Linked DNA regions of Ovis aries: region 2 is linked to region 1. A link is a contact called in public Hi-C data. All regions are on one chromosome and are shown on one strand. Each heading gives the region's core, a stretch centred on a gene start, on an enhancer-like site or on the middle of the called end of the contact. The rest is flanking DNA. Distances are from core to core; before and after follow the strand shown. Region 1 overlaps RB1 (RB transcriptional corepressor 1). Region 2 has its middle 7.0 kb from the start of TRNAC-GCA.

Region 1 (2,983 bases), core at 305-2,804:
GAAAGTAAACATATGGGTTCCCTTAAGTTTTAAAAAATTTAAGCAAATTTGCCAAAGATTATCATTTTATGATTTGAACCCTAGAGACTCCCAGACCACAGGACTTCAGTGATCAATGATCTCTTTCATTTTCCCTTCCAACTAAGATTCTTTTATTCTAATGCCAACTCATTTATTCAGTAGTTATGTTTTCATTTTTTCAAATGATATTGGTGGAATGAATGGACATGTTAACTTTGAAAAATACCATTTATACACATAATTAAATCTGAGTTGTAGTAATTGACTTCCTCACTGTTTTTCGTCTTTGTTTCTAAGAGGGGTGGACATCAGTTAATGAGTAGTTGTCTTAATATGGTGGCTGTTTTCACTGCTCTATGGCTCTATCTTCTTGGGTGGATCATTTTTTGGGCCTTTGACTCAGTAAAGCAGAGAGCTTGACTAGAAACTAAATTCCAGGTCAGTTATGTATTACAGGTTCAGGAAGTGAAGACTGTAATTCATTTCTTTGTGTGAATTAATCCTGCTTATTGTCAGTAGCTGATCAATGTGTGATCAGGAGATAAAGAAATTGTGGTAGGACCAATATTCTCACCTTAAAACTTTTTACTAGGGGGAAAAATGAGAAAGTCAAAAAGTCAAAAGTCATTCTATCCTATGCTGGGTTATGACTATTGATGCTGCTTTTAAAAAATATATACATTTAATGTTAAATTAGTGCTGGCCATTGTACTAGGTTCTTGGGGGTTCAGCAGTGTACTTAGTGTGATTATGCCTTCAAAATCTTACAAACTAGTTGAGATAGGGACAATTGAACAATCTAGTAAACTGAACTTGAGTTTAGTTAGGTGCTTAAATAGTCCTAACCACTGAATTCTGTAGAAGTTCTTAGCTCCAAGTACTCATCTCTTGGGCAGAAGACTAGAGGAATCTGAATTTGCCAAGAACATATTTTTCTGGGAGTAGAGTCAACTCTTTCCCCACAAAGGCATTGTGTAACTGGATGGCTAATTCAGTTGGTGTTTACCTCTGCATGTTGAATCAAAAATATGATCGAGCACAAGTGAAGTTAGCATTTGTATTCTTCTTGGCTGTGCTACTCTTGCCTTCTGATTCTTGAGAGCACATCAAGAATTTCGTTAGCACTCACTGCTGTCAGCTGATATTATGCAAGCGAGAGGGAGGATTTTCTGGCATATTAGCATGTTATTTCTTTTGTTCTTACATATAACCCTGGTAAGGAAATCCAGGAGGGGAAGATATAAAGGCAGGCCTTAGCCTCTCTACTCCTGTAATACATTTAACTTGTAACTTTATTGCTAATCACTCATTACAGTCTCATGAATCTGGTGTAAGGATGTATCCTTTTGACCCTGAGATAAAGAGCGTGTTTACTATGGCTTATTTCCATCATTTTCATGGTTGATATATTAAAAAGTAAAGATAAGAGAGAGTAGTGTTTTTAACTTTTAAAATTTCAGGTTAAATTCATGCTAGTTATGTTAACCTACTTTTCAGTAAGATAACCTACTTTTCAGATGTTTCTAAGATGATTTATGTTACCACTTGGGGGAGCTCTTTTATAAGTTAGTGCATCGTAAAAGAGCAAGTGTTGGATTGGCCAGAAACTTTGTTCGGTATTTTCCATAAACTATCATGGGGAAAAAGACTCAACAAACTTTTTGGTTAACCCAGTAGAAGTCATATCACTAACTCAGGGTTACCAGTTGGGTGGTTTAAGTAAACTAAACTAAATGATAGCTTAAATGAGTAGTCTCTTAAGTGTTGATTATAGATTTTCATTTAAACTGTAGTATATGTAATTAAAGTTTTACTATTTTAAAAATTTTTCTCAAGAATATTCATAATTTTTCCTCTCACCTGTTTTATATAACTTTAGTACTTTTTAATTGACTTGCTTTCCCCTCTATTTTATAATTGTAGGTAATTTAGAAAATATACCTAGGATTAATGAAAACCATTTGTAATCCTACCACCTAGAGATAATAGTTAACATTTTGATATATTTTTGCCTATCCTTTCTTTTAAAATTTTTCAACAAATTGGAGTCAAACACAGAATTTTGTATTCTGATGTTTTTTTTTTCTTTTAATGTGTCTGTTTTTTTCCCCATGTCCTTATAATCTTTGAAATGTTTTCTAAGAGTCTTATGTAGCTCCTGATACAGCTCTATCATAATTTATTTAACTGTTCTATTTAAAAATATTTAAATGTTTCCCACTATTTTTGCTGTTGTAAGTAATTCTTTGAACATTTATTATACTAAATCTTAGTAATTATTTTCATTGGATAAATTCATAGAGATAAAACTGAACTCTTAAGGCTCTTGATGCAAATTAGCAAAATGTCCTTCAATTAACACTCTTCTGAGGTTCTTATATTCAAAATATGTTTATTGAAAATTACTGTCTTTTTCTTTTGCAAAATGCTTTTTCTTATCCTTTCCTCATTTTTTTCCTTCTTTCATTTATTTTTTTGTGATTCTTTTGGCTGAGTAAAACTTGCTTTTCCTCTGTTTTAATGGTTTCAAAGGTGCTATTCCTAGGCCATTACATAATTCTCAACTAAATTTTTGAGGAAACAATTCAGTTACAAATTTTGGGTTGTAATTGCCTTTGGAAAATAGGGCCTATATCTTGAGACAGCAGTGAGGGCTGGAAAGCAAGATGAGTCACGTGAAACATCTGTATCGAGGAGTTGGGGCTGCTGTAGAAGTGGATGAAGCTACAGACGGCAGAAGGAAAAAGAAGGTGGTGGGGAAAAGTCTTTGGAATTAGGAAACTCAGAAGAAGTTGATAGAGATAAAAAAGAGAATGAGGATGTTAACTGTGTTTGAAAAGCTAAGGAGAAAAGTTTCATTACAGTGGTGTCAGATGTTGTATAGAGGTCTTTGTAGATGAAACCAAAGAAAAGTCTATTCAGTTTAGAGAGAGATCTCTCGAGACTTAGACAATAGCCTCAG
Region 2 (2,942 bases), core at 117-2,616, 340 kb after region 1:
AAAGACTCTGATGGTGAGAGGGATTGGGGGCAGGAGGAGAAGGGGACGATAGAGGATGAGATGGCTGGAGGGCATCACTGACTCGATGGATGTGAGTCTGAGTGAACTCCAGGAGTTGGTGATGGACAGGGAGGCCTGGCATGCTGCAATTCATGGGGTCGCAAACAGTCGGACACGACTGAGCGACTGAAATGAACTGAACTGATACATGTTTTGGTTTCCTCTTTTTTTTAATATTTGTTTTACAGGTTTTCTTGCTAAATTAATATTTTTTCCTAATGAAATAGATATTTTAATGATAAATTTAATTAAAAAGTGAATCTTAGTTTTTAATGTAGTAAATATGATAGAAGCCTGGCGTGCTGCAGCTCATGGGGTCACAAAGAGTCGGACACAACTTAGCAAATGAACAACAACAAAGTATGATAGAACCCACATAAAGGAAAGGTCTTTGAGGAAATTCTGTGGCTGTCCAGTGGTTACATCCAGCGTTTTCACTGCCATGCACCTGGGTTCGATCCCTGGTTAGGGAACTAGGATGCCTGCCAACCTCACAGCACGGCAAAAAAAAAAAGAAAGAAAAGAAAGAAAGAAAGCTCTTTGAGTGTTCGATAACTTTTTAAGACTATAAAGAGGTCATAAGACCAAAATGATTGCAAACTGAGCGAGACTGTTTACTTACTTCTGTGCCTGCTCTTTAGTCTTCAGAACAGACCTGTAAGATAAAGCCTTTGCTCTCCAGCTTACAGAAGACACAAAAGAGGTTCAGAGAAAACCCTCACTTCTAAGAAGAGGCAGATCTGGGATTGGACATGCTCGCGTTCTCTATTCCACCCACTTTTCTGCAGTATCTGCTGACATCCATTGTGGCAAAAGGAAGTCTTATGGAAGAGAAAGAAACCCACAACGTTTAGCAATTTTGCAAGAGGCAAACTTCACTCTCAAGAGATTTCTGAAAAATATGTTGTGTATTATTTTTTCTCAAGAGAAAGAAACAAACTTAGTTCAAAGTGACCTCTCTTCACCCTTGACTGGGCACTCGTTGCGTCTGAACTGGGCAGGGTCCTGTGACTGAGACGCGAGCTCACCGTGTCTGCACAGCGCCCTCTGGCGGCCTGCCTCCGCTCCAGCACCGCTTGGTGTTGAGGCGGCCTTAGACCCAGGTTCCCGCTTCAGGTGAGAGCCCGCAGGGACCCCCGGAATCTTCCAAGGGATGGGAATTCTTCCAGTAGCAACCAGACTTTTATACGAATATGAAAGGCAGCCTTCAGCATTGAACCCCGCCCTTGGGGCCGCTCCTGGTTTGCAGGTCCATTTTTCTGCCCGTTTTCCACATCCAGAGCTCAGAACACCCACAGAGGACGGCCTTCTCTCTAGTGACTTGAGGGGGAAGCCTGGCATAAGCTCTGGGCCCACACAAACCTACGTTTGAATCCAGGCCCTCCGACCTGTAGCTTGGCAAGTTACTTAATCTCTCCGAGCCCTACGCTTCTCATTTTAAAAATGGAGATGTTAATATTTCCCTTGCAGTGTTGTGAGCCTGAAGGGGGACAGTTCAGATGTGCTTGACAAGGGGGTGAAAACTGCTGATCTCGGGCTCCCTACTTCTGCTCTGGGCTGCCAGGGAAGCTGACCTTGAGTTCCATGAAACTTCAGCACACCCTGGTGGCCCTGTGGCGGTAGATTCAGCTCCCACCAGTGGCAGGGATTTGTGTAGCTCTCAGGATATAAAGTGAAATAAGGTAGATTTAATGCAGTACCTTCTAATCTTTTCACAAACATCACACAGCTCATTCTTCTCTTAAAAGACTTTTTTTAAAAAAAGTTTTGTTTTGTTTTTTAGCAACGCTATTTGGCTTGCAAGATCTTAGTTCCCCGACCAGGGATCAAACCTGTGCCCCCTGCAATGGAAGTGTGGAATCCTAAGCACTGCACCACCAGGGAACTCCCAAGATTTTAGTTTATTTTTCAAAGGTTTTTGTTTTTTTTTTTAATGTGAACTATTTTTCAAGTCTTTATCGAATTTGTTGCAATATTCCTTTTGTTTTTTTTTTTTTGTTTTTTTTTTGGCCAGGAGGCAGATGCGATCTTAGCTCCCCACACCGCTTGCACTGGAAGATGAAGTCTTAACCTACTGTGAACGATGTTGGATTCATGATCTCCGAAGAAGATTTAGCTTCAGGACCAGAGACCAGACCTGACCACTCAGGGCTCCTGTGTGGGAAAAGCTTCGTTACAGTGAAAAGGGACAGAGAATGCTTCTGATACAGACGTCAGAGGGCGGAGAGTGCCTCACCCGCTAGTCTTAGCAAGGGAGCTATATACTTTTTAAATTAGTTATTAAAATAAACAACAGACTGGTTCCAAATAGGGAAAGGAGTACGTCAAGGCTGTATATCGTCACCCTGCTTATTTAACTTCTATGCAGAGTACATCATGAGAAACGCTGGGCTGGATGAAGCACAAGCTGGAATCAAGATTGCTGGGAGAAACATCAATAACCTCAGATATGCAGATGACACCACCCTTATGGCAGAAAGCGAGAAACTAAAGAGCCTCTTGATGACAGTGAAAGAGGAGAGTGAAAAAGTTGGCTTAAAGCTCAACATTCAGAAAATTAAGATCATGGCATCTGGTCCTATCACTTCCTGGCAAATAGATGGGGAAACAGTGGAAGTAGTGACAGACTTTATTTTGGGGGGCTCCAAAATCACTGCAGTTGGTGATTGCAGCCATGAAATTAAAAGACGCTTACTCCTTGGGAGAACAGTTATGACCAACCTAGACAGCATATTAAAAAAGCAGAGACATTACTTTGCCAACAAAGGTCTGTCTAGTCAAGGCTGTGGTTTTTCCAGTAAGTCATGTATGGATGTGAGAGCTGGATGATAAAGAAAGCTGAGTGCTGAAGAATTGATGCTTTTGAACTGTGGTGTTGGAGA

The links. A called contact is a pair of places that touch in the nucleus more often than the background predicts.
Region 2: a contact with region 1 is called in a Hi-C map of liver, with 9 times the contacts expected there. The contact joins two enhancer-like sites. A contact is called at or near these places in 6 of 16 Hi-C or Micro-C datasets (blood, hypothalamus, liver and 1 more).

The regions. Positions count from the first base shown.
Region 1 is chr10:18,477,752-18,480,734 of ARS-UI_Ramb_v3.0, forward strand. All of the region lies in intron 2 of RB1 (RB transcriptional corepressor 1), which reads left to right. Among named protein-coding and RNA genes, the nearest start is that of RB1, 20 kb to the left of the region's middle. Within about 2 kb of position 1,555, at least 11 of the 54 cell types and tissues checked have an H3K27ac peak or open chromatin away from gene starts, as enhancers often do. A contact at or near this core is called in liver, where this site is marked.
Region 2 is chr10:18,814,930-18,817,871 of ARS-UI_Ramb_v3.0, forward strand. No RefSeq gene overlaps it. Among named protein-coding and RNA genes, the nearest start is that of TRNAC-GCA, 7.0 kb to the right of the region's middle. Within about 2 kb of position 1,367, at least 3 of the 54 cell types and tissues checked have an H3K27ac peak or open chromatin away from gene starts, as enhancers often do. A contact at or near this core is called in liver, where this site is marked.